2 separate regions of the Danio rerio genome follow, and region 1 is linked to region 2. Evidence: chromatin contacts called from public Hi-C data. All regions are on one chromosome and are shown on one strand. Each heading gives the region's core, a stretch centred on a gene start, on an enhancer-like site or on the middle of the called end of the contact. The rest is flanking DNA. Distances are from core to core; before and after follow the strand shown. Region 1 holds the start of hint3 (histidine triad nucleotide binding protein 3). Region 2 overlaps rbms3 (RNA binding motif, single stranded interacting protein).

Evidence for each region. A called contact is a pair of places that touch in the nucleus more often than the background predicts.
Region 1: a Hi-C map of an unstated tissue shows a contact between it and region 2, with 2.2 times the contacts expected there. The contact joins the promoter of hint3 here to the enhancer-like site in region 2. A contact is called at or near these places in 2 of 18 Hi-C or Micro-C datasets (caudal fin and an unstated tissue).

Annotation. Positions count from the first base shown.
Region 1 is chr16:44,430,999-44,436,110 of GRCz12tu, forward strand. hint3 (histidine triad nucleotide binding protein 3) reads left to right here and starts at 3,708. Exons shown (of 5, transcript NM_001326468.1): 1 at 3,708-3,877. The coding sequence starts at 3,749.
Region 2 is chr16:44,061,246-44,066,441 of GRCz12tu, forward strand. It overlaps rbms3 (RNA binding motif, single stranded interacting protein), which reads right to left. Exons shown (of 14, transcript NM_001431058.1): 11 at 300-410. Among named protein-coding and RNA genes, the nearest start is that of tgfbr2b, 83 kb to the left of the region's middle. Within about 2 kb of position 2,791, at least 13 of the 62 cell types and tissues checked have an H3K27ac peak or open chromatin away from gene starts, as enhancers often do. A contact at or near this core is called in caudal fin, where this site is marked.

The DNA.
Region 1 (5,112 bases), core at 2,458-4,957, 370 kb after region 2:
TGCCATGTGAGAAGCAAAGATAAACCTGATTGGCTCTTGGACAACATCAGATCTGCGGGTTGATTTGCAAGAATAAACCTGATTGGCTCTTGGAGAAGATCTGGGGTCCGTTCTTCGTACCTTGCTTAAATGATCTAAGATGATTTGGCAGATCCTGGATCTTTTAATCTTGATAACTGATCTCTCGCTAATTTGGTTCTTCAAACAAGTTTGTGAATCAGATTAGAATGTCTGGATAAACTGATCTGAGATCGCTGCGTGTGTTGTGAAGGACAGATCTATCGATCCTCGAAATCATGATCAGCAATGCAACGATTGGCTGACGGCACATCAGCGTAATGACATCATCTGATTAATATTCAATTATCCATGTGAGCAAAATTACATCAAATTAGCAGTAAACTGTTTGTTAAATATGACACGCAATAACCTTCCACATTTGTTGTGAGCTGCAGGCTTTACACTTTCATTTGTCAAGAGTATTCATCATGTATTTCAATGCAAATCAATGTATTTAGTTCTACATTTAGAAAATATTGTCTATATTATAGTAGCCGTTTTTTAATCGGTGTAAAGAATAACTGGTTGTTTACAAAAGCATTTTCATATTCGTAAAGGCGTCTGCAACTTTTGTGAAGCATCACATCACTGGCATATTAATTGTCAAAACATGTTTATGACTGCATAAATGTATTATTGTTTAAAAAAAAAGTCACATATTGTGCATTTCTATCATACACAATTTGTACTAAAGCGATCTAAAAAGTTCGTATCAATAAGTTTTCTCTTTGCACCACCAGGTGGCAGTCTTTGTACTTTCATTTCGAGGGTGCAGATTGCATAAGTTTTATTAATATGTAGGCCTATAACTTTATTTATTTTATTAATGACTATAACTTTATATATATAGTTAAAAATATGTACCATTTTCCCAAGTGTATATAACTACTACTGTAAGAAAATATCAGAATTCAGAACATACTTTCTGTATTATCTTTGCTTGAACTGAGCCGATCTTATCCTGTTTATATGAATTGAACCTGCTCCCGATCAGGTTTGACCTAGCAGAACTGTTGCTATGACAACAACTCTCGGATCAGCTTTGAAGAACGAAACGATCCTGGATCGTGTCAAATCGTCAATATCCAAATCCAGTTAATTGAGTAATCCACGTACGAAGAACGGACCCCCAATCTGCGGTTTAATATACAACAATAAACCTGATTGGGTCTTGGATAAGATCAAATCGGCGGTTGGAAGCACAAAAACAAAGCTGATTGGCTATTGGAGAAGATCAGTGATCTGCGTTTTTTTTTTTTTTACATAATAATAAACCTGATTGGCTATTGGAGAAGATCAATGGTCTGCACTTGATACACAAAAATAAAGCTGATTGGTTCTTGGAGAAGATCAGATCGGCAGATTGATAAACAAGAATTTATCTGAGTGTTCTTCTTCTTTTTTGTATGTCTGATTGTTTTTTTTGTTTTTTTTTGTGAAGCACAGCTGTACCATGTGACACACAAGTAGGAGTTTCATTGGTCCTTGCAGAAGATCAGATGCGCCTTATCACATGCAAGAAAGAGCCTCATTGGTTCTTTGAGAACCTCAGTTATGCCACGTGATATGCAGATTGAAACTTATTGGTTTTTGGTGACAGCTATTCGAGGACTTTGATGACAACTCATACACTTAATACATATACACTTCATTGAACATCTACACATAGACATCACCTATATACTATACAACTGCAGGATAACTACGTTTATATATATATTAGAACTTAACTGATAAACTTATTAGTAGTTAGTTATTAGTTAATTATAGTTTATTCATTAATTTTCTTTTCGGCGTAGTCTCTTTATTTTGAACTGCCAACCTATCCAGCATATGTTTTACGCAGCGGATGCCCTTCCAGCCCCAACCCATCCCTGGGAACACCCATTCACACTCATTCACTCACAAACACAACGGACAATTCAGCCTACCCGACTCACCTGTACCGCATGTCTTTGGACTGTGGGGGAAACCGGAGCACCCGGAGGAAACCCACGCGAACGCGGGGAGAACATGCAAACTCCACACAGAAACGCCAAATGACCCAGTCGAGTGCTCGAACCAGCGACCTTCTTCTGTGAGGCGACAACATACCTCCTGCGCCACAGCGTATTCTTGGGAAAATTTAAATGCTATTTTAAAAATATATGTGCTAAATTGCATATATAATTTAAGGAATTATTGTGGTGCTGGTGTTGTGGCTATAATTTTGCTGGTTGATTTTATTCCTTCACCTTGATTATAATGCCATGTCTTTCTCCTATTCAATTTTATGTAAAACAGTTCATAAGTTCCTCATAAAATCTTGCAAGGAATTACATAATGCTAATAATTTCTCCATTTGTTTTTTTTCTTTGGTAATTCTGTTGTTCATCTCTTTTGGAGTCAAAATTCATTTCATTTCAAAAAGACAAGATATTTTTGATTTCATTAGATTAATGGGATTTGCTTTGGAACAATGTAGTACTTTGTTGATTGCCATCGATTCAACAGCAAAACAAGACAGAGAAAAAAGTGTGACTAATTAAATGTTGGTGTTATTTTCACATATTCAAAATTTCATCTTCCAAACATCTCTGTATTTTTTCATAAAAGAAATGAAGCAATATCTCTTATTGAAAAAAGCTTTATCTGACTTTAATTTTCCTTTTTTTCTGACTTTTCCTTTTTTAATGGCAATGTAATACTCAAAATCACTCTTGCTCTTTCTTTTGTTATTATTGTTTATCATTTTTATTTCTTACTGTCTGAAGAAAACATTTGGGCATTAGTTAAAGATCCTCCTCCCCAATGGGCTATATGCACAGCTAGTGTTTTTCAGCCAATGATGAATTTCCGGTGAAAGCTTTATGTGACTATTTTCAGTTTCATAAGATTCCTTTTTACAGCATCGATGGTGTAATTTAGTTCAAATATAATCAGTTAAATAAACTTAAGCATCCATTTTGGTTGTTTAAGCGTCAAAAGACACAACATTTAAAGACAAGCGCCATCAGGCTAGCACAGAAATTACATTAAAAAATGAATTTCCACATCTTAAAGAAATAATGCGGAATAATACAATTTATTGCAGTGCCTATTGTTTGGTATGATACCCACTTTATATCATATCTCAGCCAGGCAGTGAAGATCGCTGATTTTTAAAGAAATCAGATCGATTTTGTATGGGATGACTGAAATTAATAGTCTGTGTGCCTATACCCCGTTGTTTGTTTTAGAAAATATTCTCTAAACTGCTTTGGAACAATATTTAGTATAAAATGTTTGGTTCATTATTATTATTATTATTATTATTATTATTATTATTATTATTATATTTTTGGTTAGCTGCATGTCATAATAATAAACTAGGCCTTATCATAAAAAGATAAAATATTTTATCTTATACTAAATTCGTTTCTTGGCTATAAAATATTCACAAATTAATTAAGAGTACTGCGATCATTAATTAATTTCATCACTGCTTAAAATCCTGTCGTTTTATTTTGAAAACTATTATTTTGTTTAATTAATATTTTTGGAGATGTATACATTGAAATGTGCAGATGTGTATATTTTAAAGAGGGTTTTTAGTTTATATTTAAAGATTTGTGCCTTCGAATCTTCAGACACAAAGGACTTGTATGTTGAAAAGTCATGAAGCGCTTGTTCGTGATGATGTAATTATCGCTGACGTCACGTTTTGAAGATGGCAGACGCCGCAAACACACCGACACCTGAGAGCTGTATAGCAAGTCATTCTGATGAAGAATATGACAAAAAATGTATTTTCTGTAAAATCTTAAAGGGTGAGATGGGAACAGAGCTTCTACACAGCGTAAGTGTGCTGTCACTTTCGTTTTTATTAACTAAGATGCGAGACGATGTGGTACGATACGAGAATTAGGCTAAAGATCCTTGTATTTGAGGGGTGGGACACAACACACCGATTTGTTTATATTCTACATTATGTCCTCGTATTTTTTTTAATTAGAAATAGTAATTAAGGATATTGTATTTTAAGAATAATGCAGTATTAAATATGAATAGATTATGTTATCTAATTGTATCTATTTGTTAGTGTTTGTATACCCAATTTGTTAACTGCTAAACAGTTTATGTTCTATTAAACATAAATGTAAGGCAGCCTGTTTTAGATCACATTAAGAAGATGGACCCCTCGGTTATTTTAGAAGAGTAGAACCTTTGCGTGTTATTTTTTTTATTATTTTCTTTTCCCTTTCCTTTTCTTTCTTATTTTATAAGAGTAAAATATTTTTATTTAATATTATTAGTTATTTGTATTTTATATTAATAATTTTTTATATTTTTATAGAACCTAAATGTATATTTGTGCATATTTAGGGTTTTGTTTGTTGTGTAAAAAAAAGAAAAAGAAAAGCTATTTGTACTGCATGTTTCATATCTAACATGTTCAATAAAAATACTTTTGAACAAAAACAAAACAAAACATAAACGTATTTCCATCTCTTTTTATAATTAATTATATTATATTCATCACCTATTTGTATTTTAATTTCTAAGTTTAACCAAAGTAACAATAACTCATGTTTATTAGATTAATTGTAAGTTATTAAATAATAATTCAATATGAAATTAATTTATAAATGTATAAATGAAGCACACTATGAATCTAAGAAAAATCTATTCAAATAAAGTATGACTTTTTATGCCCTGTTAATGTTACAGTTGGTATTATTTCACTTTATATTTTTTTATACCTAGTATTACCTACTGTATATTTAACGTTTATCAAAAGACTTTAAATGAAATATTTTAAAATGTAAATCTGATTGAATTCCAAATTTACCATTTTTATATTTTTAGATCTTATATATTATTATAATTATTCATATATTTTAACTCATGTATTATTTATTGCTGTTAATATATTTTTTATTGTTATGACTTTTTATTATTTTAGAACAATGAAATTTTAAAAATGTTGTAAAATGTATCTGGTTTTGCCATGAAATAGCCAGTGAAGTCGATATGGCTATCAAATGTTATATAACTAATAACAAAAATAAAAATGTATAATTAAAGCACAAT
Region 2 (5,196 bases), core at 1,541-4,040:
ACAAAACCGCTCATTGCTAGCATTTATTTAAAGTACTATTTAATTTTTCTTTCCTTATTGCTTTTAATTTTAAAGACTTAAATACAAATCAATGTGGATTTTATAATTGGATTTCGCTCAGGAGTGATTTTGGCTAGATGGATTTAATTGAGTATGATATTGACACCATATCCATATTTTATTTCCCAGGTACTTTATTCTCACCCCTGGGCAGAGCTTTACTTTCTTTTCCAACATCAGTTTGCAAACTTTTAATTAGCGTTTGGATAGTAGGTGAACAGACTTGAACACACACTCACAGTGCCAGTGGTGCCCAGAGACAGGTGGTTCATCTGCTGGGTGAGGGGTCCCATCATGTTCGCAGGCTGCATGGAGATGGTGTGGTCCATGGTTGGCGTTATAACAGCACCCTATAAGAGGAGACACACATGGGCAAACACACGGTTACTGGCAGGGCCTTAAATAAACACTCACCAATTGATCAAATACGAGTAAAAATCTGTGTTGGAGAGTGTATGAAACCAGCTGGCTGTTAATTCTAACAACAGTCGAGAATGCAATATGACTGACTGTGATTCTCAAATATTTAATTATTTAAATATCTAAGTAATATGAGATGAGAACTGTGACTTTTTCATGAAAACAGATTATAATAAGTTTTTTCATTCATTCATTCATTTTCCTTCGGCTTGGTCTCTGATTTATCAGAGGTCGCCACAGCGGAATGAACCGCCAACTATTCCTACATATGTTTTATTTAGAGGAAGCCCTTCCAGTCGCAACTTAGTACTGGGAAACACTCATACTCTCTCTATTACACACTCATATACTATGGCCAATTTAGTTTATTCAGTTGACCTATACCGCATGTCTGGACTGTGGGGGAAACCGGATTACCTGGAGGAAACCCATGTGATCACAGGGAGAACATGCAAACTCCACACAGAAATGCCAACTGACTCAACCGGGACTCAAACCAGCGACCTTATTGCTGTGAGGCGAGAGTGCTAACCACTGAGTCACCGTGCCCCCGCTTAAGTGTGTTCAATGTTTCAGTAAATGACCCACACAAACTCCCTATTCCTGCAAAGCTGTGAGTTTGCTTTAACATGCAACCAAGCAAGTTTAAGTGTTTTGTTAAATTTTTTAAAAAGAGTAGCAATTAAAAAGAAAATTGCCAACCAAATTAAAGGCTAAAGGTTAAAAAAAAAACTTTTGTACTTTTACAGTTGCAATGTAAAATAATTGTAATAGTAATTATATAAATAACGTATTTAATACTGCTATTAAATACGGTAACAATATCTCAATATCAAAACCAATATTCATGCCCTTTTAGAGCATGCACCAGACTGCTTCTCTGTGTTTCTCTGATATTTTCTACAAATAAATAATTATTTAGGCCTATTTAAATATTAATTTATTATATTATAACAAATAATTAAAATGAAAAAGTTAAATATAATCAACAAAGAAAATGTAAATGAAAAAGCTTATTTATTGGCTGTTTTAGTTCTTTCACTTTAAAATAACAAACACACTTTATGAATTAATTTATTAATTTACAGTATGTTTGTACTTTTATTTTAGTTGTCTCTAATTTTATTTTAGTTTTAATTTCCAAAATGAATCCTCATTGCACTTAAGTTGACATTGATAATAAAGCTTGTTAACAAGTTTTTAATTATTAAGGAAATATATATATATTTAATGATGAAGGAAATATAATGCATTGTTTCGTTATTTCTTCTTCATTTACAAGTAGCAGGGTATTTCTATATTTCTGCTCACATTCCATCTCTTTGTGTCATTGGCACCATTGTCGCAAACTGCCGCTACACCTAAAAACACTTTATGAATTCTGTAGTCCTTCCGTGGCATCACTACGTGGTGAAGTGGTCATTTTGAACTGTTACTCACTGTTATTGTATGATTAAAAACATCAATAAAAATAATAATCAACAATACATAATAATTATAATGCTTCTTCTGTCTATTTTTATTTTTTCGGTCTATTCTATTTTCAGAAATGATGCACATACAGTTTTACAAAAGGTAATAAAAAATATTTATGGCCAGTTATAATGTAGTCAAAAAAAAATAATGGCACTTATAATCAGTGTTGGGAAAAGTTACTTTTGAAAGTAATGCATTACAATATTCAGTTACTCCCCTAAAAAAAACTAGTTGCGTTACTTTTTAAGGAAAGTAACGTGTTATGTTACTTTTGAGTTACACTTTCATACCTGTCTGAGGCTTGACCTCTTTCAGAACTTGAAGGGTACTTTTCTTTTTTTAAATATAGGAGCTTTGCATTTAGAGACACATTGTATAACATACATCTTCATTTACCTTTTTAAAAAGTTGGAACAATGTTACCTTCTGAGAACTTTCTGACGCTACACATGCCATATAAACAAACTAATTAAAGTTGAAAGCAATGTTGAAAGCAACACTGCTTATAATGCTTGCAATTAGACTTTCTTTTTAAATGATTCACTCTATTTTTAAAAGAAATGATGCACAAACAGAGCCACAAATGATAAAAAAAACAATTATGGCCAGTAATTTTTCTCAAGTCACTAGCCACTGGCAGAATGAGAGGAGAGATGAACGGCCTTTCACCAATGCATCGGGACAACTTTATTAGAGTCAACAAGCTGATCAGACAGCCATGCTCTCCACAAAAAGCGCTCTGCTTGTTTCTTATTGGCCCGTACAGCCGCAGCTGGACTCTATTATGAGGGCCAGACGTGAGCTGTTCCACTTCAACAAGTGAAATAATGCGATCCAAATGCGAGTCATGCATACTTCTGCAGAGATGATGCATTGCTCACTTAACGGCAGAGCTGCTCCACACTGCGGGTCTGTTTACGTTTCAGGCACGCCGGGACGAGAGTGCAAACACATGTGAAGAACAGGCAAAAGAGAGAAAGAGGGAGAGGGAGAACGACTGCGATCATCTGACGGATCACATGAGAGCTTGGGCAGAATTAGGCCAGAGTTGGACGCACACGCTCGTTCTCACATGCCAGCCTGATTAGGATTAATCATTCCGAGGAGACCCTCCGTCAAACAGTTTGTCAGAAAGTTCAGCGCTTCTCAGATGCTTTGGCGGAGGATGATGAGAAAGCGTTTAATTCATCCGTCCTGACTGTAGAGCACTTTTAGCAGATACACATATCTGAAGTAGGGCGATGCAGTGGCGCAGTAGGTAGTGCTGTCGCCTCACAGCAAGAAGGTCGCTGGTTCGAGCCTCGGCTCAGTTGGCGTTTCTGTGTGGAGTTTGCATGTTCTTCCTGCGTTCGTGTGGGTTTCCTCCGGTTGCCCCCACAGTTCAAAGATATGCGGTACAGGTGAATTGGGTAAGCTAAATTGTCCGTAGTGTGTATGTGAATGAGTGTATGAGAATGTTTCCTAGTAATGGGTTGCGGCTGGAAGGGCATCCGCTGTGTAAAAATGTACTGGATAAGTTGGCGGTTCATTACGCAGTGGCGACCCTGGATTAATAAAGGGACTAAGCCAACAAGAAAATGAATGAATGAAAAAACACATCTGAAGTTTTCAGTTTTATGAAATGTATTGCACTTTCAATATGTTGTAAGGATTTTTTTTATTTTATTTACTCCTTAAAATTGAATTTTCTTTAGTTTTGGGAAATAATTATTTGGGATATTCAGCAAGAGTGCATCAAAAGGGACAGAAAAGTAGATTAATAATAGTACATAACATTTACATTTTAAATAAATGCTGTTTTATTTTTTGGAATTTATGCTCGGCATAGAATCCTAGAAAATCCTTAATCATTGATTTTTATCATTGATACTACTACTACTACTACTACTACTACTACTACTACTACTAATAATAATAATAATAATAATGTAATTATGGAATCATAATAATAAAATGATGATTTTAGGATAATGAAATGGTAATTATGTGAAAACTGAAGTATGATGCTTACATTTTAGCTATGATATCACTACATTTAAAAAAATACCAAAACAGAAAATGGCTATTTTAATGGAAATAATATTTTCTGTATTTTGTGCGTATAAACTAAAAGCCTATTAAGAGAAAATAATTGTGAGATATTAATTGAATACGCCCTAATAAACACAAACTTTTGGGTTTTCTCACAATTCTATTTTTTTCCAATGTAAGCTCACCCAGATTTGATTTTGTATCTTGCTAATCTATTGTTTTTCCTCCGAATTGTGAAATAAAAAGTCAATTTGTAACTGTTGATGTGAACCATATGAACAGATAATCTGTTATCCAGAATTGTATGGAACGTCCGGTTAGGGGAGAGCGGGGACGAAAGTAACGTGGGTCGAAAGTACCAAATTGATTTTCTCGAAGCCCTGACAACATTTGATTTCCAGGTTATAACAGCACATTTAGGATGCAACATTTAATGGAGCTGCCAAATGTCATGAGGTTCAGGCCGTGTCCCACAGCTAGCTCCTAACTTCTGTTTTTAAGTGCAAAAAGTTAATTATTGCAGTGGCTCTTTTTTCCTTATTACAAGTTGTGTTTCTTTTTTTATGTGTCACACTAATGTTCAACCTACAGGTATTTAGTGCAATAACACATCCTTGAGTTTGAAATCTCTGGGCTCTATTTTAACAGTCTACGCGCAAAGTCCAAAGCACATAATGCAAAAGCATGCAAGAGTGTCCGAATCCATTTCTGCTATTTTAAGGACGGAAAAATATGTTTTGTGCCTGAGCACCTGGTCTAACAGGGTTGTGCTTATTCTCTTAATGAGTAATGGGTGTGTTTTGAGCATAAGGTGTATCAAATCAATCAGAGTCTTATCTCCAATTTCCGTTAAGAGTCAGTTGGTAACGCCATGGCACATTTGCCATTTACATGGTGGACTTTGTAAGTGGAAATACTGAATGCTTCACTAGTTAAACAGACCATCTGCAGTGCGAAGATAAAGAATGAACCTCCTCTATTCGGCCTCTTTACTTTCTCTTTCTCTCTTTCGTGGATAAGGAAACGGAGTTGTATGCACTTCACTAAAGACATCCATTAGTCTACATTTTTAATTCTGTTTGTTAAGCACAAAGATTTAATTCAATTTCTAAAATCAGTTTTAATTTCCAGCAAACAAATAAATGAACAATAATAATAAAGTGTGGTCAAAAAACTGAGTTATATCCAATTAAAGATGCTATGCCCCAT